Regions from separate parts of the Gasterosteus aculeatus genome. Here region 2 is linked to region 1. Evidence: chromatin contacts called from public Hi-C data. All regions are on one chromosome and are shown on one strand. The core of a region is the stretch at or near the end of the contact, and the rest is flanking DNA. Distances in the headings are between cores, read along the strand shown. Region 1 holds the start of ano1a (anoctamin 1, calcium activated chloride channel a). Region 2 overlaps ano1a (anoctamin 1, calcium activated chloride channel a).

What was found. A called contact is a pair of places that touch in the nucleus more often than the background predicts.
Region 2: a Hi-C map of whole body shows a contact between it and region 1, with 2.8 times the contacts expected there. The contact joins the enhancer-like site here to the promoter of ano1a in region 1. A contact is called at or near these places in 5 of 6 Hi-C or Micro-C datasets (liver, skeletal muscle, tail fin and 1 more).

What each region holds. Positions count from the first base shown.
Region 1 is chr12:4,458,153-4,461,796 of fGasAcu3.hap1.1, forward strand. It overlaps ano1a (anoctamin 1, calcium activated chloride channel a), which reads left to right and starts at 1,700. Exons shown (of 25, transcript XM_078085281.1): 1 at 1,700-1,837.
Region 2 is chr12:4,504,485-4,508,128 of fGasAcu3.hap1.1, forward strand. It overlaps ano1a (anoctamin 1, calcium activated chloride channel a), which reads left to right. Exons shown (of 25, transcript XM_078085281.1): 17 at 296-407; 18 at 554-611; 19 at 1,585-1,685; 20 at 2,172-2,302. Among protein-coding and RNA genes, the nearest start is that of fadd, 11 kb to the right of the region's middle. Within about 2 kb of position 1,632, at least 3 of the 9 cell types and tissues checked have open chromatin away from gene starts, as enhancers often do.

The sequences.
Region 1 (3,644 bases), core at 450-2,949:
ATGCAAATGCACCGATCCTTTCCCCAGTGCTGCATTGGCACGCACCCGCTGCACTGGGGAGGCCTGAATTACAGGCCCACACAAGTGTCTATACTGACACCAATTTGGGAAATGTTGTTCTCTTTTGTTTTCATTTGTTTGTGCGTGTTTGTGTGTCAGGAGCAGGCAGAGCGCGTCAAAACACACACTGAACCTGTTGTCCGAGACTTCCAACTTCCTGATTTCCCTCCTGTGGTTTTCTCCCTTTCTTAAATTCACTCTTTACGTTGAACGCACGGATCGATCAAGACCGTATGGATGCAGTCGCATGAGTTCCCCTCGCAAGTGAGCGGCGAGACAAACGTATTCACACTCCTCCAGGAAGAGCCTCCTCAGTGCCCTGCAGGAAAGCTTTTTATTTGCTTTATTTGACTGTAAGCACATGCAAAATTCCACACTAGATCCTTACTCGATATCCACCTGACGGTGCCTTTCATGCCTTGACTTGAGTTCCTGTGGCTTTGCACACCTCGTGAGGACAGTTCAGCTCCTGTCTGACTCTAGCACCGCTTTACTCAAAACGCTTCAGAAATGCACACTATAATGAGATCAGGGTTGTGAAACAAGGAGATTTAGGTACAAACAAAAGGCATTGTTTAAGTTGAAATAATAATGTAACCCATGGATGAATAGGGCACAGAAACAGGGCCCGAAGGTGTCTAAAATAATCACTCACAAGTACACAAGACAACAAAAAAAGGGGCACAAAGACTCTCAGCCACTAGGAGAAAATGACTACAAGATGCACAAAATGATGACAAACCTACAGAGAATGAATGCATGGAGACACTGCCACAAAGGGACACAATGGACCAATAAGAACAACAAAGAAATACAAAATGACCACTAAGAGATATCAAATGACCATAGACCAATGGTCCAATGACCTCAAATTACCACAAAGAGCCACACGGACCGCTGGCAGACACACACATAAAGGGGGCAAGTGCTGTGTCTGATGAACATGTACATCCCCCCAACTCCCAGGGACTCTGTCTGATTTTTGTACCCATATGTACATTTCCATCAGGAGAGACTTCTGAACTTTTAACATACTGTTCTAATTCATCGCCGTCTCACGCATTGTCACTATATTGTAGAAGTAATAAAGGTAAGTCCCACATTGTGTCCTCAGGTGACCTGATCCGCACACTTTGAATGTGTGATATGTTCGGTGAGAACTTTGTTATTTGATAAGTTTGCTCAAGTCGTGTATGCTTGCTGCCAAATTGATCGCTTTGCATTTTGAATTGACAGTCTGGCCCTTCTGCAAATTGTGTGTCCTTATTTAACCTTTTTTAACCATTCATTTCTCCATAGGGAGTTTAGAGGTGGGGTGTGTGTGTGTTTGTGAGCTTCCTGGCCGTCTACTGCAAGTCCACACACGCCAGTTTGGGAATGTTGGTCTGCAATGGGAAGACTTGGCTGTAAGCTTGGCTGAAATCAGTGCCCTGGTCATTTTCAGATACACAAAATAAAAATAAATAGCTCTGATCATCCACAAAAATTGCAGGCGGGCAGACGTGATTGGATGTATTTTATAGGCTTTGTTTTAGAATGTGTGGCCTTCAGGCTCCCCGGACAATAAGCAGTCCCACGTCTTTCCTTTGTCACGTTGCACCGATGACTTCTCGTTCTCCCGCAGTCGCTGTGTGGGAGGAGATAATTTACCTGGGAAGCACTTCCCCCTCCACCCATCTGCGCACACTGTCTCAAACAGGTGAGTAGGAAGTGTTACCTGTGCGTGCTGCTGGCCATCTCCCTACCCAAGCTGCTTGACTTCAACTCTGGAGAAAAGGTAAATTATCCATTTGCAAATCATGCGGCGCTTTAAAACGAGTCAGACACCCTTTTAATATGAACACGGTCCTCTAATTGGGCATCATTTTGGTACGTCGGTATAAAAACACAACGTGCACGTGATTCTTGAGTTTCCTTTACTCGCTCGGGTACAGTCGGATTCGTGCGGTTTGTCTCGAGCGGCGGTTTGACAGCGAGCGCGTTCGATCGATTCGGCGCCGTTTGACTAAAAGACTCGTGCGCGCGGGCAACATGTGGATGTGAATGCTCGTTGTCAATAGTGGTTCCCAGTGAAGGCTGTTTGTGATATCAATACACTGCGCGCTCCACATCTCATCCTGGAAACGCCGTCTCTCGCACCGCTTAACAGGTAGCGACATAAAGAATGTACCGAAAAAACCCCATTTATTTTATTATTATTATCTTGTTTGTGTCGGAACGTGGCTGCAGATAGTTCGGACGTCATGGGTCTACTATTCTCCGCGTAGACCATTAGAAGCGGATTCCTTCAGGAGGGGGTCCGCATTGACCCGGTAGGGTCCGGAGGTTCCTCTCTGCCCGCTCGTGCGCCTCCGTTCACCTTGCGCCCGCTGGAGGAGTCCAGCGCGTGTGGGCGGCACCAGCTGGCGCAGTGATTCTGGAGAACAATGCTGCGTTCACGCCCTGTGGAGATGTCGGACGTCACAATACCCACACGCCTCACGGTAACATACACTGGAAGAGTATTTATTTCGTGTATCCCCCTCCTCGAATTTGATAGAAAAATAGGATAAACAGCCCTGGCGGCAAACATCTTAAGATGTGCTGATATATTCATAAATAACGTTTAGATGAAGTGAACAAGTGGTCTATGTACAGATATACTGGAGGAATAATTAGGTCACTTTGTTGTAATAGGAGCTTTTCGGAGCTTTGCCAGGCCGGTCATACCTACACGTGTGGGAGCTTGTCCCACTGGCCTGGTAACTTCTTTTTAGTGACTAATGCTCCCAACAGTAAAGCCTAGCTAATGGTCATGCGTTTTTAGAGAAACGCGGGCACACACGCACACGCAAGAGCCCCTTGTGTGCTTGTAGACTAGTGTCAAAAGCTACGCAAGCCTCACGCAGCCCGCAAGTCTGTGATTGGTCTGCTGCCTGCGTCCTTTACCGAGTCTCACATTTCCAGTTTCATAGCACAATACCGGCATATTTAAAAGGAAGATTTTTAAAGAGAGAATGAAATTGAAGAGCTTTTGTTGAAATACGGAAATATGACCACTTATACAACCCGTCATTGGCGGACTATAAGGACAAGCGGATGGCCTCCAATTTCTCTGCAAACCTCACCTGTTGTTCTGGCGGTGAATTGCTTTACAACACGCGGAACCCTTTTAGAACCATGAATTACAACAAGTCCGTCGACACAACTGCGCAAAAAGCCGCAGTTGCAGAACCACGCCAGAGCCTTCAGTGTAGCAAAAGCGCATGTTTCACTCACTGTTAGCACTGTCCCTTCGGTTTACACTGGTAGCACCGCTAGCTGCTAGCCGCAGGCTCAGCCGTCGCCATGGTTACTGCAGCCGTGTAGTCGCGATAGATATGCTTGGAATTCGGCACCTTTTACAACACCTCCTGAAGCTATTTGCTTAATCCTCAGACTCCTCAACCCACCATGAATTAAAAAAAAAAGAAATTCCAGAGAATTTTGTTTTAAAGAGTAACCTGTTAAACTGCACACATGACAATACATATCTTGAATCTACTTTGCACATTTTGAAAACTTTATATTTTTATAAACTGAAGTCATACCTCCCAACAACCGAT
Region 2 (3,644 bases), core at 382-2,881, 46 kb after region 1:
GTGTGTTGAACGCAAACTGAAAAGTCCTCCCAGCGACAATGTTTGAAGCTAGAAATTAAAATGATTTATATATTTAAAGAAGTTTTTCTAATGAGGGAAAATGAGAAGCTTATTGTTTTACAATTTGTTGTGGCAAAAATAATAGAATTAATGGAGGACATTACAACCAGACATCTTGCAAAGTAAACACCGCCAATGACGTGGTTTAGCGAGAGTGCCGACGGGGTTTTATAATAACACCTAAAGCCCCCTGAATGCATTGAGCTGTTGAAGGCAAATGTTGTCTCCTTTTCAGAGGTTCCAAAGACGGACAAGAACTACGAAGAGCGCCTCATCTTCAAAACCTTTGTGCTGAAGTTTGTCAATGCGTTCACGCCCATCGTCTATCTGGCCTTCTTCAGGGGCAGGTAATACCAGGACTTCTCACTGCTCTTGTTTATTTGTGAATTTCTGTGTTGAACAATTGTCTGCTACACTTTTGACCAAAACCACTGCCGTATGCCAGCGGCTTTCCTCTCAAGTGTAACATGTAATGGTCGTGTTTGTTTCACAGGCTTGTTGGGCGGCCCGGAAGCTACCTGTACGTGGTCGGCTCGTACAGAATGGAAGAGGTAATTAACACTGAACACACACTTATTTTGTGTCTTTTTTTTGGTTCCTGTTGAAGGCATTGACTTTATTATACACTTTAGATGTCGCTCCACTAGGAGGAAATCGTGCATTAGTAGGGCACTGGTTTCAGCAGGGGAGCAATCCGCACTTGTGCTCTGGTGCGTATTCGTGGCAGACTGTGCTTGTGGAATTGAATGAAAATAAACAACATTTTGTGTTCTTGGCAATGAAGGATCATGTCCCCCAGAGCTCTTTGGCTCAGAGTAAGAACGTAGATCAAGCTTTAATACGTACTCAGTACAACCCTAACCTCACCCACGCAGATCATTCAGGGTTGAGCTGATCAGATGTATTGGTAGAAATAACGACTTTAATAAGATAGAGGGAGAAAGGTCGGTTTCAGTGGAGCTCTGGCCGTTGGTGTATTAAGAACATTTGACGGCGAGTGGATAACTTCCTCCAGAGGCGGCTCGGACAATCAAATTTCAATCTGCCTTGAATGCTTCTTGGATGCATTTACACTTAGCTTTTAAGCGATCAGATAGCTTCCTGATCCGCCCGAGACCCATGAAGCCGCTCCCTGACTGAATGTCGGATGAGTTAACAGCTAACCAGGCAGAGCCGGTATTGTTTTCACCTTGTGAGTATGCGTGTCATGTTATCAGAATGTGGAGTAACTACTGTACCACTGAGGCAGACTCGAGTACTTTAGTCTTCATACGTCTCTCTGTGAATTGTTTCACCGCAATATCATCAGAACCGTCGCAGATGCATTTATGAAACTTGATGAAATGTGATGATCAACATCATGTGGTCTGAAAAGAAGGTGTTCTAGCAGCAATTTTGATCTATTTTGTCTTGCTTGCTTACTTTACGCACTGTCAACTCTCAGAACTCCCTCCCTCCCTCCGCAGTCGACTGCCTCATGTTCGACTTCACTCTCTGACAGATGTTCACGTCCTTTCCCTGCAGTGCGCCCACGCAGGCTGCCTCATGGAGCTGTGCATCCAGTTGTGCATCACCATGCTGGGCAAGCAGCTCATCCAGAACAACCTGTTTGAGATCGGCATACCGTGAGTGAAGAGCGCACACGCAACATGCTCCGACGTACACCCACCCCCCCCCCCTTTCCCCACCCCCATGACGCTGACACACAACAGTACGTGGGTTCAGCGAGTCACAGATCGAATTATGGACACCTACTCATTTATACATGCGCCGCCGATGATTCATTGGAAAGCCCGTCTGCTATTCAGACACACTTACCTGGGAACTGGAACAACCCCCTGCTGCAGACATTTTCTCTGCCTTTGCTTTGGTTTCCACTCTTTGCTGCCACCTCCCTCAGTCGGCATGTCCCGCTAAGAAGAATATCAAACATATCCCCCTGAAGTCCCACAAATTGATTTCATAAAAAAGGTTGTACAAATTAATTTCACTATTTTGTTTAAGGGAGGGGTGTTTCTATTATTTTGTCCACCACATTGCCATCAGCTTGGGCTGAACGACAGAAACACCTCTGACTTTTAATGGGATTTATATGATTTGCTTCCACACAGGAAGCTAAAAAAACTGCTCCGGAGGAGGAAGTCTGACTTGGAGGAAGAGGTGAACAAAACGCTGCAGCGCCACGAGAAAGACCACATGCTGGGTCCCTTCACTGGCCTCAGCCCCGAGTACATGGAGATGAGTGAGTCAAGACCCCCACACATACAAGTCACGGTTTTTAATTTCATTTTGGATTTTCGCCTGTACAGTTGAAAAGACAAAGGTGCTAAAACATGTGGGAACCATACAGAACCATATAGTGTTCTTTGGCTTTTGTTCCTGGTAGAACCTTTATCAAGATTCCTACCTGTGAGAGGTTCTACAGAGACCATCTATTCAGAACCTTCTAAGATTACTAATAGGAACCCTGTCCACCCCTCATTTGTACCAAGAACCCTTTTTTTATTCCAAGGGTTTCATCTCAAACCCTCGGAGTAAGATCTGTCATTGGTTTCATCCACAACCGACCGTGGGCGTTCTACCGAGAAGCCAATTAAATTCAATTGATTTCATGTAGAATCCAGTAAAGGGTTTAATTGGAGATGGAAATTTAGGAGAATGCCAGAACCTGTCACACCTTAACCCTTGTATGACCGACTGGCTTTACGCAAGGTTTGTAGTGTTGTCCTCTTATTGCTGCTCTGATGTTTTGCTCACAGCAAATCAACCTCGTCTTCTTCGAAGTGATGTATGTCTTCTACCCTTCCTCAGAGTAGAGCCTGAGTGAATATCAGCCTTTTTGAACAGCCTTGGCCGCGAAAACTTACAGAAAACCGCTTTAATAATCACCGTCTATGCACCAAGTCACATGAAACGCACTCAGGGTCTCCTGTGTCTTTGCTCCTGCTTCATCTGTCCACGTTGAAGTACACTGTGGTTAACCCCGGATTTAATGAAAAAGTCTAATCTAATTTCCCAGCACACAGTCTATTGATCAATGAGTGACGTGCTAACCTTGGATAGGTCAAGCTTCATGTGCAGTGGAGACTTCTGTACGAGCCTGTGGACGCGTGCGTTAATAGAAGTTGAGCAGATTACAGCTTTTAATTTGGCCGGTGGCGTCTCGTGGCTGTTGGGGATGTGTAATTGCCCTTTTTGGATCTATATTGTTGAGCATTTCATCCCTTGAAGGAAGGAGATGATAGAGAGCCTGGTAGAAGCTCATGACGATACAACTGAGAGAGATGATTAAAGCTACTTCAAGCTCGGCACTCTGTTCTTTCTGTTTCGTGTTTATTGTGTAAAAGCAAGTGCTACCAGCGGAGCATAAAATCGTTCAGTGTAAATCCGACTGCTGCGTCTCACAATTGCCCCACGCTGCTTCCTACCTCTCCTCCCAACAGAGCCACAGCACGCAACCGATTTCTTGTCAAACGGCTCAGTGCTGATAGATGGTATTAAATGTCACAGAGGTCAGTCATGTGTAACAAACTATGTGGTGCCTGTGTGATATGTAGTGTACAAGCATATTGATTTAATTCATC